2 separate regions of the Rattus norvegicus genome follow, and region 1 is linked to region 2. A link is a contact called in public Hi-C data. All regions are on one chromosome and are shown on one strand. The core of a region is the stretch at or near the end of the contact, and the rest is flanking DNA. Distances in the headings are between cores, read along the strand shown. Region 1 holds the start of Nup35 (nucleoporin 35). Region 2 overlaps Dnajc10 (DnaJ heat shock protein family (Hsp40) member C10).

Region 1 (2,805 bases), core at 85-2,584, 290 kb before region 2:
CTAACCATCCCTTCATGATTGAACATAAAGGCTTAATGACTGCATCCTGCATGTCTGAAATTCCATTTCTCAATCTCTGCCCCTAAGTAGTAAGTCCTGCACTGTCCTACTCAGAGAGCAGTGTGCTGGTAAGGTGTTGAGAGGATGTCAGAACTGAAAAATGTGCAACACGTGACTCTGAACAGTAAATGTCAGACAATGTCAATTCTACGCTAGGTAATATACAAGAATGTGTTTGTTCACATTTATTACACCGGAAAATATGCTCTCCAAAATGTTATTGTTGAACAGAAAAACCTAGAACTGCTAATGAAATGTCCTGATCTCTAAATAATATAAGAACAAAAACCTGAAAACAAGTTTTAATGCCACAGTGTATCTACATCATTAACATTATTTGTTCTGTTTTTATAATGCACTAAAAAAAATTAAGTTACATTATTCTTTTTTCCCTATTGTTTTTGGCTTCTTGTTTTGTTTTGGATACAAGGTTTCTTGGTAGGAACTCTGTAGACCAGGCTAGCCTTGAATGCAAGAGATCTGCCTACCGCTGCCTCCCAAGTGCACCACAACCGCCCAGCAAAGTTACGCTATTCTTAAAACAACTTTTACCCAAAAGGTGGCAAACATTACATGCCACTTGGAGCTACAAAGTTAATCCTGCACAATATATACAATGCTTGCTCTCTTTAACCAGCTCAGAGAGTTATAAACTAATACTACGGTACGTCTATGAAACTGTAGACAGGTTATTTTGTTTTCTGTTGTAGAATATGACCGTTGTCATTACTCACAAAACTTAGCGGGAGTGGGGAGTGTCAACACGTTAATTTGTTTTTACCAAATACGGCATACTCGGAACGTTTCCCCAATAATGGATATGAATATTTATAATCAACAGTAGCCCAATGGAGCTGCGTTCCAAAGTAAAGGGCGGAGGATGTGGAAGGAGCCAGGTTGATTCTAGGTCATACATTCATATACAAATTTCTTTTGTGACGTTAAAACAGGACCTAGAAACTTAGGTAGCCCCGCGGCAGCTGATACCACTGCGACCAGAGGTTCACCGCCCATCCTCGTGGTCGCTTTCGGGGAACGGGGCAGGTGACCACAGTAGAGCCGAGCGCAGTGCAGGGATCCCGGCTACTGCCGCCCAGATGTCATCGGCCACAGTGCCCAGCCCCCGCTCCCTCCGTAGCGTGTGGCGGTCGCCTCCAGGTCCACAGCGCACTAATTGTGCCACGGGAGAGGCCGCGGTTCACTCACCCAGCGTGGGCGCCTGGGGATCCACCGCAAACGCTGCCATCGCAACGGCCGCCACCACTCCAGCAAGGATCTTCCCAGTTTTCAAAAATGGCGGAAACTCTTCTTACCGTAAGAGCCGCGCGGCCTTATGGGTTGCGTAACTTCCGACCATGCTCTTTGCGGAGGGTGTAGGCGTTTCAGCCATTTTGGAAGAGGGCAAACTTCTATACCCTATCTGGGATTCTAAGGAACATTTTATGAAGATGCGGGGAACAACGTGGGATCTCTGGTTCTAAAAATGGCAAGCCTCCTGAAATGTTGTTTATGCTTCATACAAAGAGATTCCCTTGCTCTCTTGATAATTAGTGCGATTTTTGCATCGACTTCCCTAACCTGTTAAAGTAGGTTTAATGAAACCATATATTCCTTTTCAACTTGATTCCTGCACTTGATATAGGACGTTTGTTTCACAAAGTATTTTTTCCATCATCTATATGTCATTTCTTTTAAATGGTGTTATGTGAGAGTAATTTTACATTAAAGCATAATCAAGGTTTATTACATCAAATAAATATAAATTTAAATTGATTTTTTAAAAAAGGATTAAAAAACCCAGGCGCCACATGCCATTCTGCCCATGACATCCCTGTGCTTCACTCTGCTATGACATCTTCACTCTGCTATCTTTCCTTAGAGTCCATGCATGTACTTTATGTGTGTTAAAATACATTTAGTTTTGGCTGGGTAGTGGGGCACACACCTTTAATCAGAACACTTGGGATGCAGAGGCAGGCATCTGAGTTCAAGGCCAGCAAGGTCTACGGGGGGGGGGGGGTGTTCCAAGACAGCCAGGGTTACACAGAGAATTCTATTTCAATTGAATTATATTAAGTTAAAAGGCAAAAGTCAATAGCCTTAAGCCTGATACTGTATTAAATTTATTAGTTACCACAAGGGAGTCAGGTATAAATTGTTACACAAGCTTGACCACTCTTGGGAAAGTGTCAGTAATGATTGGGAGATAGCAGTTTCTTCCTGGACAGGCCATACCGCAACACTGCCATCAGGTCAGATCTGCCTGTCACCTCGTCTCAATAATGATTCCAAATTAAAGGACAGATTCCAAGAAATCAATTTTATTTTGTTTGGTTTGGTTTGGTTTTTGTCGAGACCTGTTTTCTCCCCATAGTCCTGGCTATCCTGGAACTCACTAGTACACCAGGCTGGCCTCCCTGACTCTGCCTCCAGAGTGCTGGAATTAAAGGTGTGTACCACCACCACCCAGCCAGAGTTAAAATTTTAGAACCATTTACAAGTTCAGTTTACTTTAAGGAAAAAAAATGTGCTGAGTGCAATGCTATGTACCTTTAATCCCAGCACTCAGGAAGCAGAGGCAAGTGGATCTCTGCAAGTTCAAACTCATCCTGGTCTGTACATAGTGAGTTCCAGGGGAGAGAGAGCCACATAGAGCGCCCCCCCAAGGATGAATGAATAAATATTTAATATGAGTGTGAGTTGCACATACCAGAAGATGCACGTGTTGATCTTATCTATATGAAT
Region 2 (2,700 bases), core at 63-2,562:
CACGCCCGTCTCTACCTCCAAGTGCTGACATTAAAGATGTGCACCACCAAACCCAGCTCGCGTATTTCACTACTAAAGCTAGAAAATGCACAGTACAAGCCCCGGGGAGACTCAGAGTTATACACCTACTTTCACAACATTTCCTGTACTTCAGAGCCAGACTCCTTCACACTCTTAAGTAGTCACTGCCGTTTCCAGCCTCACCCTGTCTTGGCACCCACTAACCTGCCTTCTAACATTTTACATGTATAGAACCATGCTCTATGTGGTCTTTGTGACTAGCTCCATTCCATTAAGCACATTTCCTCCCTCCCTCCCTCCCTCCCTCCCTCCCTCCCTCCCTCCCTCCCTCCCTTCCTTCCTCCCTCCCTTCCTTCCTTCCTCCCTCCCTTCCCTCCTTCCTTTCTTTTCCTTCTTCTTCTTTTTCTTTTTTCTTTTTTCGTTTCTAAGACTGGGTTTCTCAGTATAATACCTGGCTATCCTGGAACTTGCTCTGTAGACCAGGGTGTACACCACTGCCCGGTTTACTAAGCTTTTTTTCCTAAAACTTTACCGTGCAGTATGGATGCTTTCGCTTTTTACCTTAACAAGACTCCACAGTATCAGTGCACCACTTTTGCTTATCCACTCCGTTGGTGGGTGGCTGTCTTTCCCTATTTTGCTGTATGAGTGATGCTGCTCTATACACTGGAGTCTAAGGGTTTTTTTTTGTTAACTGGTGAGTACACAAATTTCCAAGCATTCCATTATCTAGAGTCTATCACGTTGGCTGCTGTATTTCTCCAAAGTGAGAATGTCTCTGAATATTCATTTTTGCATGGAATGCACACTGAGAACATTATCTTGGCAGCCTGCCACTCACTTGTAGGCTTGGCTCTCACCTTATTTCTCTTTACTTGGCTTTGGAACGTTTCCAATTTTCCATAAATTAAGGCAGCAATAGTTTTTGCATCTCTGGAATTTATTTGCTCTTCCCAAATACTTTTCTAAAATTAAAAACACTCATGTTATCTTTTAGATATTTTAATCAAAACATGACATTTCCACACAAGAAGCTTGCTTACTTAGGCCTTAAAGTTCTTTTGTTCCAAAGCCGTTTAAATTTCCTGTTTCTTCAAGTGCATAATGCTACGAAAGTAGCTAACCCACACTAGAAAGAATGATACTGCATGTTCACAAAACGGTCTCTGGGAAAACGCATCACTGTTTCAAAGATTCTCTGTGGTGGGGTGCATGTGTGTACCAGACTGACGTGGGGTGCTTGGCAGTAGAGCATTGCCCTTGTGTGTTTAGCCTTTAGTACTACAAAGTACTAAAGAACGCCATGAAGGAAAGGATGCCATCAGCTCACGTCCCAGTTCTTTTCTTACAAAATATTTTAGTAGGCAAAATGTGTCTTCATTTCTCTTAAAAGGGTCAATATTCATGCTAAGATATCTTAGATCTGTTCAAAAGCATTGTATTGTACCTGGGAGGACTGGACAGATCTGATGTGCTTTCTGTTAACAACTGTATCAGCTGAAAGATGCCACTTTTGAACCAGTGATCACAGACCCTGGCTGACTGAGACCTTGGTAGAGCTCTGGTTTCTTTCATTGAAAAATCTAACAGAGCCAGGCACTGTAAAGCATGAAATCCTAATACTCAGAGGCAGGTGGATATATCTGAGAGGCCAATGCCAGCCAGCTCCTCAAAGCAAGTTACCTAACACAAACAAAAACCAAACCCAACCAACAACCAACAAACAAATAAACAAACAAATAAAAAACCAAAAAAACCATGAAAAGGGCATATCAGTAGTAGGGCCCCCAAACAATTTTACCCAAAGCAAAAGTCCCCACTTATAATCTAAGCCCTTAGTAAGCATCCCTCAAAAATGCTGTTACTAAGTGTATTTCAAAGTATTTATAAACTAATGTCTTTCAACTTTTTTTAGAAGGGAACATTTAAAAAGCATTATTATATTAAAAAATAGAAAATATATAAAATTGCATAGAACTTTGAATTCATAGACACAATGTGTACTAATGTTTGGTTTTGTTTCTTCCTGTTCATGGAGCACAAAGTCTATAAGGCAACTGAGAGCACACAGACCAGAAAGTCTTTTAAGATCCTTTGGTATACCAGAAAAGACGACATCTCAGTAAGACATATTTTTAGAAGATGAAGGGAGAAACCGGAAACTAGACAAAATCTTCCTCCCACACACCATTCTGGGCTGGGCTACTGGAGGAAGGCAGAGTTAGAGACTGCACGCACCTTTGCTCTTTCATAGAGGTACAGTTTGACACTGGGGTAGGCTCTGATGCCAGCTTTCTGGCACGTTTGGGGGTAAGCCTGACAGTCCACTTTCCCAGCTTTTACTTTCCCTTTGATCATCTGAAAAACAAAACAACAATTCACAGAGCTTGCCACTTTTCCACAATATATTTCTTTTTTTTTTCTTTTTTTCGGGGCTGGGGATCGAACCCAGGACCTTGTGCTTCCTAGGCAAGCGCTCTCTCTACCACTGAGCCAAATCCCCAACCCCCCACAATATATTTCTAATCTTTATATATTTATATAAAGTTTTTCTAGACCCAACAAGAGCTCAAAGAGCCAGATGCAGATATTTACACCCACCCAATGGACAGAAGCTGCTGAGCCCTGTGGTTGAATTGGGGGAAAGCTGGAGGAAGCTGAGGAGGAGGGTGATCGTAT

Evidence for each region. Hi-C and Micro-C count contacts between places; a contact is called where the count stands out from the background.
Region 1: a contact with region 2 is called in a Hi-C map of frontal cortex, with 2.2 times the contacts expected there. The contact joins the promoter of Nup35 here to the enhancer-like site in region 2. A contact is called at or near these places in 4 of 12 Hi-C or Micro-C datasets (the A7r5 cell line, the Rat2 cell line, Schwann cells and 1 more).

The regions. Positions count from the first base shown.
Region 1 is chr3:85,964,436-85,967,240 of GRCr8, reverse strand. Nup35 (nucleoporin 35) reads right to left here and starts at 1,334. Exons shown (of 9, transcript NM_001004229.1): 1 at 1,267-1,334. The coding sequence starts at 1,306. It also overlaps a transcript of Dusp19 not described here.
Region 2 is chr3:85,674,308-85,677,007 of GRCr8, reverse strand. It overlaps Dnajc10 (DnaJ heat shock protein family (Hsp40) member C10), which reads right to left. Exons shown (of 23, transcript NM_001106486.2): 21 at 2,260-2,379; 22 at 882-986. Among named protein-coding and RNA genes, the nearest start is that of Dnajc10, 36 kb to the right of the region's middle. Within about 2 kb of position 1,312, at least 11 of the 93 cell types and tissues checked have an H3K27ac peak or open chromatin away from gene starts, as enhancers often do.